2 separate regions of the Mus musculus genome follow, and region 1 is linked to region 2. Evidence: chromatin contacts called from public Hi-C data. All regions are on one chromosome and are shown on one strand. The core of a region is the stretch at or near the end of the contact, and the rest is flanking DNA. Distances in the headings are between cores, read along the strand shown.

Region 1 (6,312 bases), core at 933-3,432, 93 kb before region 2:
GCTCTCCTCTGGTCCTAGTGAGAATGACAGTGCCTGGGAGAACAAGCAACGACAGCCTCCTCCTCCCCAACTATAACATAGACTGCTTCCCCACCTCCTATGGAGACTAGCTAACTCCTCCCCCTGCGTGGTCCAGTAATGAACTCACTGCAGCATCTGGTTGCTTGCAGTTGTTAGTGCTGTTCCAGCAGAGCGAGAACAACCCACACAATCCCAGCTTTTCTGTATGTCTGTGTCTGTGTGTCTGTCCTTTCTCCATCCCTCACTGCCTCAGTCAGGGTTTCAGGACAAAGCCACACTGCATGTGACAGTCTCCCTGATCAGAGCTATCGACAGACGAAGGAAATTAAAAAAAAAAAAAAAAAAAAAAAAACTGGGGCTGGTGTCCAGTCTTCCAGTCATTGGGGTGTGCCCCGGAAGGAGATTGTGGAAAATTCTAACCTTTTCTCTTCTTGTTCCTGTCCTGGCCATGAGTGGTACTGGTTGTTCCACCACCATGCACTCCCTGCCAAAATGTGTTTCCTCAGCCAAGGCCCAAAAGCATTGGGACCAAGTATCCCGGGACTAAAACTCTATAACTCCTTGATAGCTGTCTCATTTGCTACAGTAACGGAAAGCTGACAACCCCACGTGAGTGACTTGTACTATGTAACTACCCAGATAGCCAGGAGCCACAACCGGAGGACAGACCAGGGTGATACATAATGTCTTCCTACCTTGCTGACTTGGTAATCAAGTTAAAGCTTAGGGAATGTTTACTTTGCACCTTTTCCATTTGCATTTTCTGGGCCATGGATGAGCTCAGATTTTTTTTTTTTTAACAGAAACTGGAAAGTTAGGCTGAGAAAGTAGGAATTGTGCTACTAATTCAGAGCCTGCTGACAGTGAGGAAACTGTCACCTGTGTTTCAGCAGAGCCGCAGGACGGAAGACTTCATAGTGTAACACAGAAAAGCTGTGAGGTGGGCCCTAATTAGAGCCCTCGGGCCTGGAAATGTGGGACACTGCTCAAGGAGGGCAGGGCACTCCAAGGAGTTGCTTAGGGAAATATTTAACTTTCCCTTACTGGTCCTTAACCAGGAACGAAAATTACAAAGAGTGTCACTTGTTAACCAATGTGTACTTTGGGGACTGACTGCTACAGAAGTTGTCACCTGGCTTTCTGGATTGTTACTAGAGAGAGCAAGTCTGGCTCTCGGCAAGCTGGCTTCTGAGACTGGGTAGTTCTAGATATGGCCATGGTTTGCTAGGCACCGTGCTACAGGTTTTGATCAGTGTTATTTTTATATATGTGCTGGCCACTGTCCTTTTGTATAACCTGTCTCTGCTGTGTAGACACTCCAACCCACCACAAAGGCCCCTGGATGAAACCCCACGATCTGTAAAAAGTAAAAGTCAGGGATGGTATAGAACACCTTTAATCCCGCCTCTCAGGAGGCAGAGGCAGACAGGTCTCTGACAGTTGTGGGTCAGCCTTGGCTACATACTGAGACTCTGTCTCAAAGTCCTAAATTAATCAATTAAATAAAATATAGAATTGTTTGGAAAAAAAGAATAAAATAAAGTATTTCAAGACATTTGAAATCTTCTCTGCAACCTATAGTTTAAACCAGTCAGTAAGTGAAACATGCGAAGAGAACTTTGGAGCCAGGAGGGAACCGGTATCTGTTTCCACAGCCTCCTGCGGTAGGTGACATTTCTAGTCATGTCTGGAATGGCTACACAGAACTAGAATCTGGTCTCCCAGCACCCAAGTTGTATCACACAGGGTTCTGATTACAAGGAGGTTGTCCCTGGGAGTCTCGGGAGACACCCAGTGTTTGTTAAGAGTTTGGTAGTTGTCACTGAGGTCAGAAAAGTATCTGCATTGTTTCCGAATGCTAAGCTAGCTTTATTCCAGAAGGCATTTTGAGGAGAGTTGCATCACAAGCTATTGGCCACTCCAAACACCATATCTTTACCTGGAAATAGCAAGAGGGACAATGGACAATTGCCTTTCCCTGGTATCTCCCAGGCTGCCATGCTGCAGCTCCAGGATCCCTGTGTGCCTGTTGTGAGTGTGTCAACAGAGTTGGAACAACAGAAGAGCTGCTGGTGAAACCAAGACATTCTGAACAGAATACATCACATCTCTCCAGTGACTGCCTATTCCAAAACGAGGCCATGAAAATACAACCCCCTGTGGCCTCAAACCACTAAAACAACGTCCAAAAAAAACGTCAAATTAATGGGCCCTTCCTAACAGGCCAGTTCTGTGGTCATGCAAATACAAGATCTTCCTTGATAAGAATAGCAGCAGAGAATGTTTTGTTGTGGTGGTTGGGTTTTGGTTTTTTTGTTGGGGGGGGGGTGTTTGTTTTGTTTTGTTAGTTAAGCAAACAAATTAAGGCCAATCCCTAAGTGCTACATAAAACCTGGATTCTGTTTTATCTTTCGATTGTCAAAATAAACACATTTGACCTAGCATTCTGTCCAGACAGTAAAAAAAGAGCACAGTAAAGATTAAGGTTCTGGAACCTGTCCTGTTTTCTTTCTCAGTTCCAGCCCTGGGTCTGTTCCAACAGATGTTCATGCAGGCACTTCTGAGAGCAGCTAACCACGGCATGATCACACAGTTAGAGCTAGGCGTGGATTGCTTTATTTGTTTGTTGGTGGGGATTTGGTTTGGGTTTCGAATTGTAAGTTGCTACCCTGTGTCAGTGCTAAGGGTCAGATCCATAGTCTCATAGAGACTTACGACATCTCCATTCAACTGAACTCCTGGCCCAAAGTGTGTATCTGTGTATCTTCAGCTATTCTCTCTCTCTCTCTCTCTCTCTCTCTCTCTCTCTCTCTCTCTCTCCCTGTGTGTGTCTCTTTGTGTGTGTGTGTGTGTGTCTGTGTCTGTGTCTGTGTCTGTGACTGTGTCTGTGTCTGTGTCTGTGTGTCTGTGTGTGTCTGTGTCTGTGTCTGTGTCTGTGTCTGTGTCTGTTTCATTTTCCGTGATCCAATGAACTGCTACCAACGTAAGTTGTTTTGGAAGCCCTAAATACAACACATTCTTCAACTCTTCTTTGGGCTTGACTCAAAAGTCACTGGAAATTAGTCTAACAGTTCAACTAAATGTGTCTCTGTTTGTTTTGATGATTACATGGCACATGTTTTATTATAGAACCAGGACCACCAGATCTGGGATGGCACCACCCATAATGTCGACACAATCGGACACTAAGAAAATGCACCAGAGGCTTGTCTCATCTGGATCCTATGGAGGCACTTTCACAATTGAGGCTCCCTCCTCTCTGACATAAAACTAGCCAATACACAGCTTAAGACTCGGTACACTAAAATGTCACTTTTACGTTTTGAGATGGCAAGAAAGAACTCCATGTATTGCTTCATGCAAGTGTTCTCTGCTAATCTTGGGTTTTTGTGGGGTTTGGGGTTTTTGGGTTTTTTCTTTTCTTTTCTTTTCTTTTCTTTTTTCTTTTCCCTTTCAAATTCTTTCCCTCTTCTTTTGTTTGTCAAATATATCAGTTATTGTGTAGCTCCTGAACATACTGTAATGCTAGATTGTTTATTCATTTAATGAAAGTTTTGGGGGTTTGGCTAGCTGGTTTTAATACATTCCCATGTCCTGTAATTGACATCACGTCTAGAAATATTTCTCCCATTCCATTGTTATTGTTTGCTTAATGTAAATTTTATATTTTTCTTTTTTCTAACTTTCACAAAAATACTAACTTGATTTTGTCTTCTCTTTTAAATACTAAACTCCTCATGGTCATCTATTTTCAATTCTTTTCCTTCACTGATGTTCTTATAGTCCTGTACCCTGCAATTTCTCCTGACCCATCTATGTATCACCAACAAGGCTCTACTTGTGCTAAAAGACCCCATCACCTCCTAATAAGGCCGTGCTGAAGGCCAGTAGTTAAGTCATGGCCTTCTGCATCTGGTCTTTTTGCTCTCCAAATGAGTTACTTCCTCCTGGGCTGAGTCTACAGGGGGTTTTGTGGAGCAAATGCCTGAGACCAAGTACAACAGAGCAGACCTGTGTGGACCCCTCCTCCCAGAGGTCTTGTAAACCACAAAACTCTGTGTCAGGTTTCTTCAGACGCTTCACCGTTTTATCACTAATGCCTTCTGTGCTCATAGCTCCTCCTGGACCACCAGCTACCAGGGTACTTCTTTTGTCCTTGAGGACATTTCTTTCTCTAACTCTATTTTCATTATCTTATAAGACAGGCTCTCGCACAGCTCAGGCTGGCCTGAAACTCTTGATCCCCTTGCTTCCACCTCCCAAAAGCTGATTTAAGGTCTCGGGCTATCACATCCCACCGTTTAGAACATTTGTAATTTTTCTCTTCATCTTTTCAGTCAGACTTCACTATAATTTCTGTGGCTGCCTGGCTAACTAGAAGTCTTTTGTATTAAAATTATGTCATCACTGTTTACTTTGATATTAATGTTCATGTCCTTTCTCCCCTGCCCCCTGGTTTTCATTGTGTGACCAAAGCTACTTTGGAACTCTGGATTCTCCTGCTGTGTCCTGGGTTTACAGGAATGCACCTCCACATCTGGCCGTTCCTGTGCGTGCGTGCGTGCGTGCGTGTGTGCGTGCGTGCGTGCGTGCGTGCGTGCGTGTGTGTGTGTGTGTGTGTGTGTGTGTGTGTGTGTGTGTGTGTCTATTTGTTCTCTTTTGCTTGTCTCTGCTCCTACTGGACCTCTTATTATCCACATGTTGGCATTTTTCTTTCAATCCTCCACATCTCCTAATTTTTCTTCTATTTTCTATTTTGTTGTTGCTTTCTCAGAAAGGGTCCTATTTCTGTACGTGATACATTGATTTTTGTGGTTGAATCTATTCCACTGCTTACGGCTTTATGTTCTCACTTCAACTAAGTCTCCCATCATCCTTTTTATCTAACTTCTTGACCAGCTTTATGTTACTAATACCTACTCTTATCTGTTGGAGGATAATTGTTGTGCTCAAAATCTTATTGAAAGAAATGTAGTGCTACTGCAAAAACTACCTATTGAGATTATATCACAAATAAAACAATGAGGGACACTAATGTTCAGAAAAAAAAATGAGGAGAAATCTTAAAAATTCCTGAAAGTAAGAAGAATAAGAAAATATAATACTAGTGTGAAGTGGAAATTTTTGGTTCCTTTGGTGACTCAGTTGTGTCATGTGATGTTTTTCTGAAAACTACTGCTATCCTAACACTAGGCAGACTCTTTTTATTTATATAAAGAAATGCAGAACATAGGAGCTGTTGTGGATTGCTCAGGTATTGTTTGTATTTTGATGTTAATTCTGCTTCCTCAAGAGTGGATCACATCTTCAAGTGATTTCTTTCAAACCTTCTTCCCATTGGGCAGTAGAAGAAAAAGGTGGGGCTGGGGGGTTTTAGAGAGGGGGAAGAGAGGAAGGAGGAGGTGGAGACAAGGAGACATTGAAGATGGATGAAAAGGAGGTGGAAGGAAGACGGGGCAGAACCACAGGGCCTTGAGAAGCCACAAGTAGCAAGGGATCTCATAGCTGAGGAATATGGTAGTGTAGTGGTAAATCTGCCCAATCTAGGGCATGCAGCTTATAAATATTATAACTGAGTTGTGTGTTCTTTGCACGGGCTTATTTGGTTTGGAGATTTACTGCAACAAGGAGATGATCGATGTATAGAAAAGTAAAAGATGTTTAATCACATCTTATCATTACAAAGATGTGGAGGTGCATCTGTCTGAAATAAAAGTAGTCACAATGAATAACATATGTATGCATTTGTTACTTGCGTAAGGACAACAAGGAGGAGAGGATAGAAAAGGAAGAGAGGAGAGGAAAGGAGCAAGAAGGAGAAAAAGAAAAAGGCTGAAAAGCAGGAACAGCAAAATGAGAACAAGTTGTGCCAAATGAAAACAATGATAGACATGTATCAACCATGTCAAATCAACACATTAAATATGAACCAACCAAACGCTCCAATAAAAGAAAACATTGCTATACTGCATTTATTGAAAAAAAAAGTCATGGCCCAACTGCATGGTGTTTAAAAACATTCACCATAAAAATAGCAACATACCTAGCTTAAAGATATATGCTGAATAAATATGTATCATATTACCAATCATTTTAAGTGCTGTATTAACATCAAATAAAGTATAATTTAACATGTGGGCAGTAATAAGAGATCAAGAAAAATGGTTCATAATATTTCACGAATGAATTCTTCATGTAAGTCCTGCCATTCTGTTTGTAAATACCAGAGATCCAAAAAAATTACAAAACAGTAATTGACAAGACCAAAGAGAAAAATAAAAATGTCCACAA
Region 2 (5,450 bases), core at 2,041-4,540:
ATGTGCAAACAAATCAACGTCACAAAGGAAAAGGGAATGTTTTCATGTTGGTTCTTGCAGACCAAGGGAGCAAGGAGATGTCATAGCTCTCCTGTGCTTTGGGGAGAGGGAAGTCGGGGAGAGAGAGCTTGGGGGAGAGGGAGCAGTGGGGGGAGGGGATGCTCTACAGGGCATACATCAATAGACCAAATTAAAGCAAAACAGAGGGTGAAAGTGTTCATGACAAGCCCTGCCCTGTGACACGTGACTATGAAAGACTGCAGTCAGATGTGTGGTGCCTTCCCGGTCTGTAATCCCAGCGCTTCAGAGGCAGAGACAGGTGGGCCTCTGATCTGGATGAAGGGTGTTGGGAGCTCTGTGTAGCACCTACATCTTGGAAACTCTTGCAAATTTTAAACGAATTCCAATGTCTTTAGGTTCATTTCCAATCTAACCTTTGGACAGAGGCAGAGAACTTTCCACTGGAGGGTAAACTTGCATCAAGTTGAGATCAAGTAGGATATGGGTACCAGCTTAGAACCCAGGGGAAGTTCATCACTCATTCCAAATGTCTCCACCCCACACTAGGGCCTAGAAGCTCCAGCACAGTCTGGAGCTTGTAAACCAGAAGAGATGAAGAAAGCAGACCAAGGCATCAGCCTCGATCCAGCTTCTCAACAGACCAGCAGGTGAATCCCACACACCCAAGAGCAAATGTGCTGCAAATCGGGCTCCGTGGGATTTTATAGGGAGACAGGGGCATTCAGTTTTCTTTAAGGGCTGACCACTGGGAATATGACCATGCTCCAGTGAGAACATGGGCAACACAAATTAGACGTGGGTTTTTTTTTCTTCTTTTTGGGGGGAGGGGGCCTGGGAGGAGTGGGATGGGGTGGGATGGGGGTGAACTGTGTTGGAATTCCCAACTAGTCAATAAAAATATCATGTTGAAAAAACAATGAGGACTCAGGCTTCAAAGCTGTGAAGGAAAAGAAAGGACAGTAAGGGACTGTAAGGAAGTGCTGCCTGTGCCCTGGTCTACTGCCCTGACCCTACCTGCCCTTGGGGGTTGGAGGTGAGGTCATGATACAGACTTCAGAAGCAGGTGAGAAACAGTGCAGCAGCAAACTGCTTCCAGCTCCTTTAATACCCTCCACCCGTGCCCCATTGGTCCCCATTGGTCCCAAGAAAGCATCTCTTCTAAACAGCAGTTCCTGATTGGCTGGCATTGTCTGCATCCGCAATCCTTGGTCTCTCAGGCAGTCCTCCATTAGGTCCTCCTGCAGGAGATGCTTTTGCGGCTGTGCGCCCCGCCCCCCGGATTTTACATAGAGGTGGCCCCTCTGTTCCTGCTACAAGAGAGGACAGTGGGAGCTGATGAGGAGCAGACCCAGAGACATAGACAAGTCCTGCACTTGGGGGATGTGGTAAAGCCAGGGTGGGAAGTGGGGGAGCCGAGTACAAGGATGGTCCTGACAATCGTGTTGGTGGTAGTGTGGAAGTGTTGAGTCAGGGCGGGACAGGGCATAGCAAGAGCCAAGTGGATGTCAAGAGTGAAAGCCCAAACTGGTGAAACTCACAGAGAAGAGACTACTGTGTGGCTGGCACCCGTGTCTCACCGCCCTCCCTCCTCCCTCCTCATCTCTCCTCTGATTAGCCACTGCCTGATACAGGGGTCTTCTTTTGCCCCCTCCCCACCTCCCTGCGGCTCCTGGTAATATGGGAAGTTCTCCTCAGAGGATCAGCCTATCCTAAAGACATGGCGGCCAGCCAGGTCTCTCAGGGAGCTGGGGATGGTGGGAGCATGGTAGAGGGGCTGAACCCCTTCTTTTAATCTCAGTGTTTGCTTCTGTGAGCTGGTATCCTTCCCCCACCCCCACCCCCACCCCCGGGCCTCCCAGGAACCCACAGGGCCCGCAGAGCCCATGGGGCCCTAGATGGAGCTTCCAGATGCACAGCATGTCCTGGGGCCTTGTGGCTCCTTTGTGGCCCAGATGGCAATGAGTGGAGATGAATCCCGACAAGCCCTCCAGCAGGAGAAGCCTCCTCCACAGGGACACCAGGGCTTCCTGCAGCCTCTACTACTTGATCCTTGAGGGCAGTGGCTTTAAGGGAGAAGACATAGAATCAGGCCTGTTTGAAACCCTACCCCTTCTATGGGACTGCAAACCCCTTCAGCTCCTTGGGTCCTTTCTCTAGCTCCTTCATTGGGGACCCTGTGCTCCATCCAATGGATGGCTGTGAGCATCCACTTCTGTATTTTCTCAGGCACTAGCAGAGCCTCTCTCTCAGGAGACAGCTTTATCAGGCTCCTGTCAGCAAGCTCTTGTTGCAAAGGATGGCCTAGTCGGTCATCAATGGGAGGAGAGGCCCTTGGTCCTGTGAAGGTTCTATGCCCCAGTATAGGGGAATGCCAGGGCCAGGAAGCAGGAGTGGGTGGGTTGTGGAGCAGGGGGAGGCAGGAGGGGGATAGGGGATTTTCGGAGGGGAAACTAGGAAAGGGAATAACATTTGAAATGTAAATAAAGAAAATAGGAAAGAAAAGAAGAAAGGAAGAAAGAAAGAAAGAAAGAAAGAGAGAGAGAGAGAGAGAGAGAGAGAGAAGGAAGGAAGGAAGGAAGGAAGGAAGGAAGAAAGAAAGAAAGAAAGAAAGAAAGAAAGAAAGAAAGAAAGAAAGAAAGAAAGAAAGAAAGAGGAAAGAAAGAAAGAAAGAAAGAAAGAAAGAAAGAAAGAAAGAAAGAAAGAAAGAAAGAAAGGAAAGGAAAAGGAGGGAGGGAGGGAGGGAGGGAGGGAGGGAGGGAGGGAGGGAGGGAGGGAGGGAGGGAGGTCTGAGAAAAAAAAAAAAGAAGAAGCCTGAGCCCTGCCCTCCCTCCCTCCCTGTGGTTCAGGCCTGAGCGTCCAGTGTTTCCCATCTGTGAACCGGACACTGTGTTCTCGTCCTCCTAGCTGCAGAGAGGCTGGATTCCATGAGGTAGTTTGGGTGGGTGTCTTTATGCTTATTACTATCATGGGTTTGTCACTGAGTCACCCAGCAGCCCCCTACAGCCCCACGCTCAGTCTCTGCATCCACACTGTGCTCTGGCACAAACTAATCTAAGCCCAGTTCCAGCCTGACCCTATCACCCCACTTCCCCCACACACTCCCATGCCCAAGCCCAAATAGGACTTTTTTTCTCTAGAGGCCTTCTAGGGGGTCCCTGGCCAATATCAACTTCATCAAAGCTGGCACAAAAAGAGGAGGCATTCGATCAGATCAGAAAGCTCCCTGTAAAAGAAAATAGCCTATCTCCGCTTCTCTAACTGCTCCTCCACCCGGCTGAAGCTAGTACTGTGGACAGGGAGATCTGTAACATTCTACATGGCTTTCCTGCTACAATCCCACAGTTGCCCCCAGCCAAAGCCTCGTGACTTTATATCATTTCCTGGGTATCTTAGTGAAATAGGCCTCAACTCACAGTGGCGCGTCGTTTTGGTTTTTTTTTTTTTTTTAACTAGGACTCCGGTGGGATCCAGGAAAACCTTATTAGAATCGATGTGCAGAGTCCGCAGGGAAGTGCAGCAGCGCCATCTAGTGGCAATTCTTGCTCCATGCATCTCCTGGACCGTCAAGATCAACTCGCATAGTAAATTACATTTTACAGTTTTAAACCTACCAGCTTCTGCTTCCACCTCCGTATGGAAGGCAAAAACAAAACTAATCACAAAAACCTACTTGTCTTGTTATTGCTAAGGGTCCTAAAGGGGCCGCTGTAGCCAGGTTCCCTCAATTTTCAGGCGGGTCATGGGCCTGATGCTGGAGGCCTTCCAGAAGATTGCATCCTTGGGTAAAAACTCAGAGAGTACACAGGAGCTCAGCCAGAACTCTGGGCTGCCGTCTGTCTAGGGTAGGGCCTAGGAATCCACTTCCCTACCTAGGCTACTGCTACTTCTGTCAGCACAGTTGCAAAGCTCTTCCGCAAAGGTCTGCGCTGATCTTGCTCTGGCTGGACTGGCAAAGTTCTGTGGTTCTCAGCCTGTGACTCTTTAGGAAAAGCTCAGGGACAGAAGAAAGGGATGGCAACAGTGCTAAGCACTGGACCTGTCTTTCCTAATCCCACACAGCAGGCAGGACCACCATGGGGTAATGGCAGGCCCAGACCTTGGTCACAAAGGCAATAGGATCCAAACACAGCACCCAAGTAGCCGGCGAAGCCTTTAAGGGCCACCACCTGCATTCCCAGAACCTTGGCAAGGTGGACATCTTTACAGCACTTGTACCAGAGGCGGTCTGTGCTAAGATCTATCTCCACAGCACAGCTTCTGCCCTGGTTCAACCAACACCATTCCATCTGTCCTTCCTTATACTACAGTCCTCAGCACCAAGTTCTGTCTGGCACTTGGGCCAAAAGATGGCTCCGGTGTGTTCATGCAGTCAGGAGCGGTCAATACTCTGAGAGCCTGCCCTCTGATACACACAGCCAAACTGGGGGAAAAATAATTCTCTGAGTGGGATTATGCATTAAGGGCCTTATTAATAAGCACAGCACCTAAGGCTCATGAGAGTGTCCTGATCGGATTTAAAATGTGAAGGAAAAACTGCAGTCTGCCCCAGATACTATTTAACTTCATAACAGCAAAGTAGCAAAATGTAATTTTTAACTTTTATGTAGGGAAAGGTTCCAGAAGGCAAAAGTCTCCAGGAGTGTCTCAGCAGCAGGGTAGATGGACTTACCAGGCAGAGTAGGACAAGCAGGCAAAACATCAAAAGCTTCCCTCTGTCATGTTCTTGTAGATTGGCTGCCATCAGAAGGTGTGGCCCCGATTTAGATGGTTCTTCTAGCCTCAAATGATACAGATTTAGGATGGGTCTCCCCACCTCAAATAATACAATTAAGAAAAAATCCCTCACAGGCTTGCCCACCTGTCTCAAGCCAACCGGATACCCTGAGCCACTTTTTGTGCTGGGAGTGCCATGTTTAGATCTATGTCTCACACCACCACCACCACACACACACACACACACACACACTAAACCGCATGAGGTGAGATGCAGGGGACAGGACAGGCAACCATCCAGGGCAACTTCTGGAAGAAGACACAGATGCGGGAAGCTGGTGATGCTCGTTGTCCTCTGCGCTGCACGCTGCATGGTGCAGGCAGCTAGCTGTCCATGCGTTTTGGCTGGCAAGCCTCAAAAAGCTACCTGACCTCCCAAGATCCCTTATGTCAAAGGTCAGGCTTTGCTCGGAGGGAAATAGATCCCTGACATTTTAAGGAGACTTCAGCATCCGAGGAGGAAGCCTAATCCACAGAAAGTGTTCTTGGGTTTAAGGGAGGGTAAATGAGTGCATACTTCTTTACAGTGTGCTACATTCTCTTGCTGTGTTCCTCTCTGCTTTTTCTTAAGTCGGCTTACCCGACTCTTACAAAGCCAACAACCTCATTATGTGAAACAGCCTCCCAAGGAAACTGCCAATCAAAACGTACTATCA

The links. Hi-C and Micro-C count contacts between places; a contact is called where the count stands out from the background.
Region 1: a contact with region 2 is called in a Hi-C map of uterus, with 5 times the contacts expected there. The contact joins two enhancer-like sites. A contact is called at or near these places in 2 of 39 promoter capture datasets (hippocampal neurons and liver), 2 of 15 datasets of contacts at CTCF or cohesin (CD8 T cells and the NIH/3T3 cell line), 107 of 484 Hi-C or Micro-C datasets (the AML12 cell line, B cells, the C3H10T1/2 cell line and 61 more), 17 of 115 datasets of contacts at active chromatin or transcription factors (PVALB interneurons, bone marrow-derived dendritic cells, embryonic basal ganglia and 12 more) and 1 of 9 other capture datasets (embryonic tail).

Annotation. Positions count from the first base shown.
Region 1 is chr7:68,463,476-68,469,787 of GRCm38.p6, reverse strand. No RefSeq gene overlaps it. Among named protein-coding and RNA genes, the nearest start is that of Gm34549, 21 kb to the left of the region's middle. Within about 2 kb of position 2,182, at least 9 of the 459 cell types and tissues checked have an H3K27ac peak or open chromatin away from gene starts, as enhancers often do. A contact at or near this core is called in uterus, where this site is marked.
Region 2 is chr7:68,372,296-68,377,745 of GRCm38.p6, reverse strand. No RefSeq gene overlaps it. Among named protein-coding and RNA genes, the nearest start is that of Gm16158, 22 kb to the right of the region's middle. Within about 2 kb of position 3,290, at least 30 of the 459 cell types and tissues checked have an H3K27ac peak or open chromatin away from gene starts, as enhancers often do. A contact at or near this core is called in uterus, where this site is marked.